Linked DNA regions of Mus musculus: region 1 is linked to region 2. Evidence: chromatin contacts called from public HiChIP or PLAC-seq data. All regions are on one chromosome and are shown on one strand. Each heading gives the region's core, a stretch centred on a gene start, on an enhancer-like site or on the middle of the called end of the contact. The rest is flanking DNA. Distances are from core to core; before and after follow the strand shown.

Region 1 (4,911 bases), core at 1,977-4,476, 360 kb after region 2:
TCTAGGAAGGGGAAAAGTTTCTACACTTTGGTCTTCCTTCTTCTTGAATTTCATGTGTTTAGCAAGTTGTATCTTATATCTTGGGTATCCTAAGTTTCTGGGCTAATATCCACTTATCAGTGAGTACATATTGTGTGAGTTCCTTTGTGATTGGGTTACCTCACTCAGGATGATGCCCTCCAGGTCCATCCATTTGCCTAGGAATTTCATAAATTCATTTTTTTAATAGCTGAGTAGTATTCCATTGTGTAAATGTACCACATTTTCTGTATCCATTCCTCTGTTGAGGGGCATCTGGGTTCTTTCCAGCTTCTGGCTATTATAAATAAGGCTGCTATGAACATAGTGGAGCATGTGTCCTTCTTACCGGTTGGGACATCTTCTGGATATATGCCCAGGAGAGGTATTGCAGGATCCTCCGGTAGTACTATGTCCAATTTTCTGAGGAACCGCCAGACTGATTTCCAGAGTGGTTGTACAAGCTTGCAATCCCACCAACAATGGAGGAGTGTTCCCCTTTCTCCACATCCTCACCAGCATCTGCTGTCACCTGAGTGTTCGATCTTAGCCATTCTGACTGGAGTGAAGTGGAATCTCAGGGTTGTTTTGATTTGCATTTCCCTGATGATTAAGGATGTTGAACATTTTTTTCAGGTGCTTCTCAGCCATTCGGTATTCCTCAGGTGAGAATTCTTTGTTCAGCTCTGAGCCCCATTTTTTAATGGGGTTATTTGATTTTCTGGAGTCCACCTTCTTGAGTTCTTTATATATATTCTCCTGCTTCCACCATCATTCCCTCACTGCCTGCTGCCATATCTTCCCCACCATGATGGACTGTATCTCTTGAGAACTGTGATCCAAAACAGACCTTCTCTCCCTTAAGTTGCTGTTATAGTGACACGGACCACCCCAGTCAGGTAAGAGAGGCCCTGGAATGAGGGTCCTTGAAGCTATGTGGGTAAGGTGACAAACAGAAACAAACACAGAGGCAGTTTGAATCTGAGTATATTTTGCAGCTCTCAAGCAGGGAATTTTATACATTAAAAAGCCAAGCATTATAACTCTTAGAAACTGTATCCAGTGAAACAATCACAGATACCAACAAAAATCATTTGGCACAGTAAAGCACAAAAATCATCCAAGCATTACAACTCTGAAACTATATAGTCAGTGAATCACAAACAGACTAGGTAACATCATTATTAATCTAAGTCATCAAATATAACAATTCTAAAAGGATATATTCAGTGGGACAGTTGTCCAAGGCCAGTGGCATATTTCCAAGAGCAGGTTAATAAATCTTTATGGTCAATGCTCTTAACCTCTGAGATAACTCTCCATCCCCATATGGTCAATTATTATTTAATATCTAATGCCTGATTTTTTATAAATCTTCAACACATAAATTCAAACTATTTTAATTCTTTCTAATAAGGCTTTATTTACCATATACCAAACCTCACCTCTGATGACACATGTGTAGCTATATGAAATTTTATTGTTGGGAAAGTTTTTATCTATCATAATAATTTTGTAAATGATTTAAAAAGTTAAGCGTTGGTTTCCCCGGAGATAAGGTCATGTTAGTGACACCATCTCAAGGGATGGTTTCTTACTCATTATTCTCACTTAAGATCTTGGCCTAGGCTACCAGAAACATGTAAAATAAGAAAAGGAATAAGAGAAACAAAATAGATAGATTGCCATGAGAACTACGGCTCAATAATTTTTCTCCAGCGAAGAGTTTCACAACTGGTTCCAGGAGGCCTCCCCCTTTTGAGGTCAATTGCCTCAGTCTGTGGAACTTGTCACACAGATCCTTCTGGAGGTGGTGTGGCATTATAAGGTAGATTATTACAGTAGCAGGAAAAGAAACAAAGATGACCCACCATTTCCCCACCACCATTCCCAGTGCTGAGATAGAATACAGCACCTGCCAGTCAAGTGCTCCACCACCGACCTGCATTCCCAGAACTCTAGCTATTGCATGACCGACAGTCTCTTGTGATCCTCTGGACATTTTCCACTGTTATTTTTTCAACATAATTCTGCCTGGGATACATGCTATTGTGGTGGTTGAAGAGAACCCATAGACTCATCTATTAAAGTACTTGATCTCCAGTTAGTGGAACTGTTTGGGAAGGATTAGGAGGTGTGGCTTTTCTTTAGAGATGTGTCACTGGGGGCAGGCTTAGAGGATTCAAAAGACTTAGGCCATTCCCAGTGTACTCTCTTTGCCGTCTGCCTATGGATCAGGATGTGAGCTCTCGCCGGTTCCTGCCGCCCTGTCTTTGCTCTGTCCTCATGGACTCTAACCTTCTGAAACCATAAGCACAATTAAATCCTTTTAAAAAATAAGTTGCCATGGTCATGTTTTGTCACAGCAATAGAAAAGTAACTAAAACAGTTATTGTCCAATTTGAGAACTGCATCAGAGTCTTTTGGGTGTGCTCAGGCTACAGAGAAGGCATAGTTCACAATTCCAAATTTACTTAATATGAATAAAGCCTGAACAAAAATACTCATGGTTGGTCATTAGTCACCAACCTTATAACCTGGAGGCAGTCTGGTGTTCCTCTCCTCCACTCTATCCCTTCTTCCCTGCTTGTCTTCCTTTCTTTTATTTTTTACATCCAACCTACCTCTTAACAAACAAAGATAAAACATGGAGAAAACAATACAGAGAGGCCTGGGAAATGACATAATCACTTTCAAAAACTGAAAAGTATATATGTTGAAATTTGAAAATGCAACAGCAGGCTTTCTGTGGAAGGCATGGCAGGATTTAGGGAAACGGGTTTTGAGGATATGGACTTCCATCCCACTCTGAGGAATTTTACCTTCAAAATGTATGTTTGATGTTGAGATGTGAGCAGTGCTCCCTGCCGTCCTTCACACTAGACTGTTGCCAAAGTGGGTGTGTAGTGATAAGCATGTCATAAGCAGATATGACTGATGCAGGAGCAATGGACATCTGGTAGGGAAAGGTAGAGGCAAGTGCTGAAAGTAATTCCTCAACATGTATTACAGAGAATTACAGAGATATTGTGTACTTAGGAATCTGTGCCCGGGGGTGGGGGTGGGGGAGAGAGAGAGAGAGAGAGAGAGAGAGAGAGAGAGAGAGAGAGAGAGAGATTAAAGGAAGATTGAAGAGGAGAGATGGGAAAGCTCCGGCTCAGCTTCTCTGCAGTGTGAATCATCACCACTGAGGTCTGAGAAGGGAGGGGCCACACTGTTTTAGAAAGCAAGGAGTCCAGTGGTTGGATCTGAAGGTGCTAGGCTCTTTGCACCCCACCACTTACATCTGTTGTATTTTGATTTTATTGCCTTTATATATACAGCTTTACTGAATCTTGATAGGATGATGTGTGTGCATTCCCCTCCCCTTCTCTGTGTGTGTATTTGTTCCCAAATGTTTTTGCCCAAGAGATAATTTAGTCACCATGGCAAAGTTCTAGGGAGGAGAACAACAATTCCTCAGTCAATACCATATAATTTTGCTATAAAAAAATGGATAATGAGGAAGGCAGTCCAGGAGATGTGTCACAGATTGGGAACTTAATGTTTGACTTTGTATGAATGCCAAAGGGCAAGCTTGGAGCATGTCATTTCCAATTCTTCATACTGTGTTCTCCTTGCCAATCCTTTCTTAGTGTATGTGTGCCGACGTGTGTCAGATGTGTGTATATGTGTCTCTGTGTGTGCGTTAGTGTGCACATATGTGTGGAGCTCAGAGTTTGATATTTGGTGTCTTCCTCAGTCATTCAATAAGTTTTCACTGATTCAGCAGGCTGGCCATCCAGTGATCTCCAGGGAGCCACCTACTTTTGTCCCCCTCCCCCCTACCCAGTGTTTGGAGTTAGAGATGTGCTATACCTGGCATTTTGTGTGGATCCCAGGGCTGTTCAACACAGATCCTCAGACTTTTATGGGATCAGCAGGTACTTTACTGATTTAGCTCATCTTCCTTCCTTGCTCCCAAAGACATACGCAAGCATATCTTTAAGCTCATTTCTGAGCACATTGTTGTGCCTTCAAAGCCACTGTTAGAAGACGAATGTGCAGTCTGTGTTCACACCCTTTATACACTCCAGGACTGTGCAGTGGCTGATGCTTTTCTTAGAGCAGAGAGAGGCTCTAAGGAGAAGAGCCATGGATCTGGAGGATTGAAGGATTGGGGGCAGTGGCCAAGGTTGTTTTCCACTCTCTCACTGATGATGACTTTACTCTGGAAACTCTCACACAGCCTGAGCCTTAAGTTTTGGACCTGAAAATGAAGGCAGGCCCTGGTGCTTGCTGATGCACAGCCCTGTCCTAAGGCCCCTTCTGAGCATTGCATTGCAGAGGTGGGGCTGAAGTTCCCCACTCACTGCAGGGGCTGGATGCTGGGAGGGATGATACATTTTCCACATGATCTGAAGTGGGAGCAAATAAGAGAAAAAGGAAGGACAGTCATATCAGCAACAGAAAGGCAAAACCACAGAGGAAGGAGGAGTCGGGATACTGCTGCCAGGAAGGTAGGCCTATGTGTGTTTCTGTGACTCACCAGAGAAGAGATGATGGACCAGGGCTGGGTGGAGAAGGCAGCTTGGATGTGTGAAAGTGGATGAGCCTATTATAAAAGGCAGAGAAGCTCTCAATTGACTCCTTGTTCTCATAGTCTCCACTCTGCTCTTAGGAGAGCTGGCGAGGAGGAGCCTGTCAGAATTTAGCATGCCTGTGCACAGCGCAAAGTGATTCATTAAGAAAACCAACAAACCAACCAAAAACCCATGCTTAGGGCGTTCAGAGTTTCAGAGAACTCAGGCAACACTGCTTTCCTTTGTTTTAGTATTTTGGTTTTTTGTTTTCTTAGAAGTAGCAGAGTTATATTCATTTCTTTATTTTATTCTTTGTGTGTACGAGTGTTTT
Region 2 (4,730 bases), core at 188-2,687:
TGCACAGATTCCCCCCGTCCCGTCCCGTGTGTGTGTGTGTGTGTGTGTGTGTCTGTGTGTCTGTGTGTGTCTGTCTGTCTGTCTGTCTCAAGCGTGACCAGTGTGTTCAGTTTCAGCACACTATGCCCTATAGCTTTAGCATTCTTAATCCTCCAGATCCCAACTCTGAAATGCTCCAAAGCTGGAAACTGCTTCATGTGTTATAATACCACAGTTGGAGAATTCCACACCAAGAGCCTTTGTTTCATAGGCAAAATGATTTAAAATATTGAGTGTATAAAATTAGCGTCAGGCTATGTGAATGAAGCCTATGTAGAATGTAACTAAGATTTCCATCCCATCTCCAAGGACTCCCATTACCCATGCTCAAGTATCCCAAAATCTGAAACCTAGAAGTCAGGAGTAGTGGTGATGCCTACAATACCAGCACTAGGTCTGTGGACACAAGAGCATCGGAAGGTCAAGGCCCCCTCAGAACATTGTGAATGCAAGGCCACACCAGCCTACACGAGACTCTGCAAAACCAAAACTGAAATTCAAGCATTCCTGGAAAAGTTTTTTCAGTCTGAAATTTTTAAAAATAAATAAATAAAAGACTTTTCAGTCTATGTCTCGCTTTCCAGTTCTTGAATTTCAAATGGTCTATCAGGTTGTCTCTCTGTCAGAAGGTTTTGCTTAAAAGCTTAAATCTGTCGCTAAATCATTTTGTTTTGATTTTTCCAGTTCTGGAATGGAAGTGGGGCTCTCGCAAACAAAGGGGAAGTGTTTCTGCCACTGAGCTACATGTCTTGCACAGTACAGGAGAAATCTTAAACGGCATTGTTTTTCTTTGGCTCTGAACTCACGTGTTACAAAAACTCTAATTTGGCTTAAGGAGTGCCATTCTCTGGCTTTGATCCCTACACATGAATCATTTTGCATCTGGAAGTTTCCATTGGGGAGTTCCTGATGTAAGGGAAATCTTAATCTTACATGTGGACTGAAAGTTCCAGAAATCCAAACCTTTCTCAGAATAGCATTTTCGTCATAATAGCTGTTTCAAAACACCATAATAAATATGGTAAGATAGTGGTCAGCTCAGCTGACTTAAGAGACCGCCTAGGATGCAGACCAGCCATCCTCACTGAAACCCAGTCCATCCCTGAGCCTTTACATGATCCAGCCACTAGGGGGCACACATGAGCCTGAGCCAGGGCGAAGCTGCTTCTACCTCAAAACCCTAAGCCGCAGCAAAAAGCGCCATAGGACCTTCTCACTGGCATTTTAAAGATAGAATGTTTCTGTTGTATCTGTGAGGGGGTAGACTGACAAAGAAATGTCAGAGAGGCTCCAAAGAGGCCAGCAGTGCTGGGCTGAGATGTGTCTATAGCCCTCCCAGGGTTCATTGTCGGGTGCCTGGGATCACTGGAAGACAAGCCTGTGTTTGCAGACTGTTCCTCCAGGTGTTTCCTGCTCTGGCCGGATGAGGGCGTTGAGAAGCATCTTAGCGGGTGCTTATTGTCCCTGTAGTGAGAACTTGTGGAGTAGAGACAATTTCAGTCCTTGGGAGATTTTTAAGTTACAGGCTTGATGTTCCTTGACTCACACTTAACCTTAGATCTCCAGTGGAGGAAGGACTACCTGCTGTCGAATTTCCTCCCCTTTCTCAGGAAGAGGAGCCCTGTGGGTCTCGGGCAGCCCAGCTGCTGTAGGAACTAGTCTGACAGGGAGGTGGGCTGAGAAGGGAGAAAGCCAAGGTCTTGCTGAACACACACAAATTCTAGACACTGGGCAACCCCATTCATTTTTAGGCACAGTCTCACAGTTGAATGATGCTTAATCTCTTCTGCCCCCCCCCCACCCCCCCAGCCTGTGGGCCACTGTAGCGCACAGCATTTGGTTAGGAAGTCACCAATGCCATTATAACGACAGCAAATAAAACTATTTGTTTTCCACTATGGCTCATACCACATTTGGTTCCGCACAGTCTTTCTAGAACATAGTCGATCCAATCACTTCTTTTAATTTTTTTTTAAAGTTTACATGTATGTATATATGTGTCTGTGTGAGTGCTTGTGGACATGTGTGCGCAGGAGCCAACAGAGGCCAAGAAAGGGTGTGGGATTCTTTGAAGCTGGAGTTCCAAGTGTTTGTGAGCCTTCTAACTTGGGTGCTTGGATCTGAACTTGAATCCTCACTCTTAACTGCTGAGCTCTCTGCAGCTCCCACCGCCACGACTTGCCTTTCAGGATCAACCTCCTTCCCTTAACCCCACCCCCACCCCGTCACTTCCTGTTCCTGTTCTGAAAGCTGGATGTAGTTCACCCCTTCTGAGATTCTCATTCCCACTTGCGCCTTCACTCTTCATTGGCTGCCAGGACTCCTAAACACATCTGTGCCTCGGTGATTTTTCTCCTCCCGTAAGATCTTACTCTAGGCATCAAGATTGTGAAATTCTGTCCTGTCCTTGTTTGGGTAGCTAAAGCATGTCCTGCCTCGTTTCATGTCAACTTGACACAAGCTGACATTTTGGAAGAAGGACCCTCAATTAAGAAATGCCCTGATCAGGCTGGCCTGTGGGTTCTCTCCCATATGCATTTCTTGCTTGATGAATAATGTAGGAGGGGCCAGATCAATGTGGAATCATGGCTGGTGGTCCTGGGTGCTATAAGAAGGCAGGCTGAGTGAGCCATGCATGAGAAAGAAGCAAGCCAGTAAACAGTGGTCTTCCATGGCTTCTGCTTGAGTTCCTGAATCCAGCCTTACCCTGCTTGAGCTCCTGCCCTGACTTCCCTCAACAGTGTACTAGCAACTGGAAGTGTAAACTAAAGTAAACCCTTTCTTCCCCGAGCTGTTTTTTTTTTTTTTTTTTGTCCTGGAGTTTTATCACAGCAGCAGAAACCCTAACTGAGACATAGCGTCCAACATTCCATAACTGGGATTTTATAGCTCTGCTAAGTGCTATGTCACAACCGTTAAAGCCGCCTTCCTCATCAGAGGATGGGGTTCTCTTATGTGGAGACCCCGCAGCAATTCCTACCCCCAACCTCCGCAGTCACTCGGTAAACATTAATGAATGATGCTGACTCTTCCAGAATCGTCTCTCAGGATCCCAGAGCCTCCTGCTTTTCAGGCACTTTGCCTGTTATCATTTCTGCTTTGCTCACCCGGGCTAGGAACTCGTTTCATTACAGGCTTCCCCCCCGCCCCCCTTGCCTGGTGTCTGGTCCCTGAGCCTCGTACGGGGTCACCCACAGCTGGGCCACAGCTGGGCCACAAGCCCGCAGCTTCCGCGAGCAAGGGGCGGGGCCCAGAGTTTCACCTCTGAGAATAAGCCGGAGAACAATGCCAGGAAGTGTTGGAGCAGGGAAACAGCCCGCTGGGCTGAGCCCATTCGGAGGAGCTTCCTGATTGGCTTGATCTGCACCGTGCAGGAACTCTTAGAATAACTTTGGAATTGTCCCAGCAGAGAGACAAACTTCTCCACTGAAAAAGGGCTGTCACCTAGTGATGTCAAGCACGGAAAACATGGTTAGGAACACCCAAAAGCTCTGACTAAGTTTCCTTCGGAAAGGTCTGTTTGGATTTACCTAACCCTCCTATCTCCTTCCCCCACCCCCAACTCTAACCACTTTCTGAGTCTCTGTCGCAGGTACAATGTCCTCTATGCTTTTTGAAGGGTCGACATCCTCCCTTCTAGGGTATCAAATGGCAGAGGCCCTGTTTATTGGGCAGCAGGTTGGGTGACTCATGGAACCCCATGGTGCCCATGGACACAGGAAGAAAGGGCTCCTTGCTCAAAGCATCTTTCAGCAGTGCAATGTGAACTCTGGCTGTGGACGAACACTCTTCCATGCACTGTGGAGCCATAGCACCACACTGTTCATGCTTCCAAGGTGGAGTTGTACCCAAATCTACTTGTGCTCCAATGAACAGCCAAGCGGAGGCAGGAGATGGTGTGGGCAGAGGTTCCAATTAGCTCTCCCCTTCAACCAGCACAGTTCTGTGTCTTTAAAGAATTGGAAAGACCCACTTCTATCCCAAAGTGAGGAAGTCATGTAGATCTTTACAACAGGAATGCTCCACTTCTTCTTAGGAAATGGGATTACATTGAGTGGAGGTTGATTTTCCAGGCTCCAACAAACCCAGCTCTAGGTCTTATGGATGGCGGCGCATAGCAGTTTAGCCTCTGCCAGCCTCAATCTCAGCCTCAGGCAGGTGTGGGTTATAATGGTAAAACACTGCACCATGTGTATCCATCCTATACGGTCTAGCTCATGATAAATATTCAGAGAACATTAGCTGTTTTTTACCACCACTTTTGTGGGGCACTAAATAATCATATTTCTTTCAATGAAAGAGTCAAAGTCTTTTTTTAATCTTTATTTTAAATTGTTTTTATTTAAATGAGTGTGTATGAATGGATGCTGTGTGTGTGTGTGTGTGTGTGTGTGTGCCCACAGAGACCAGACAAGGATCCTTTGAAATTGGCATTCAAGATGATTGTGAGCCACTAGGTGGGTACAGAGAATTGAATCTGGGTCCCTCTGGAAGAACAGCCAGTGCTCCCAACCACTGAGCCATCTCTCCAGCCCTGAATCGGTCTTTTCAAAATATAATTCTTTTTTGTTATTTTTAGATTTATTTGTTTTATTTTTGTGAGTACACTGTAGCTGTCTTCACACACACCAGAAAAGGACATCAGATCCCATTACAGATGGTTGTGAGCCACCATGTGGTTGCTGGGAATT

What was found. HiChIP or PLAC-seq counts read pairs in DNA pulled down with a chosen protein or histone mark.
Region 1: a CTCF HiChIP or PLAC-seq map of the NIH/3T3 cell line shows a contact between it and region 2, with 5 read pairs. The contact joins two enhancer-like sites. A contact is called at or near these places in 2 of 15 datasets of contacts at CTCF or cohesin (the NIH/3T3 cell line and embryonic stem cells), 1 of 484 Hi-C or Micro-C datasets (embryonic stem cells), 2 of 115 datasets of contacts at active chromatin or transcription factors (embryonic stem cells and stem cell-derived neural progenitor cells) and 1 of 9 other capture datasets (embryonic stem cells).

What each region holds. Positions count from the first base shown.
Region 1 is chr4:58,028,430-58,033,340 of GRCm38.p6, forward strand. No RefSeq gene overlaps it. Among named protein-coding and RNA genes, the nearest start is that of Gm35402, 3.7 kb to the right of the region's middle. Within about 2 kb of position 3,227, at least 6 of the 459 cell types and tissues checked have an H3K27ac peak or open chromatin away from gene starts, as enhancers often do. A contact at or near this core is called in the NIH/3T3 cell line, where this site is marked.
Region 2 is chr4:57,672,289-57,677,018 of GRCm38.p6, forward strand. The region is part of intron 4 of Pakap (paralemmin A kinase anchor protein); the gene reads left to right. Among named protein-coding and RNA genes, the nearest start is that of Gm52699, 53 kb to the left of the region's middle. Within about 2 kb of position 1,438, at least 107 of the 459 cell types and tissues checked have an H3K27ac peak or open chromatin away from gene starts, as enhancers often do. A contact at or near this core is called in the NIH/3T3 cell line, where this site is marked.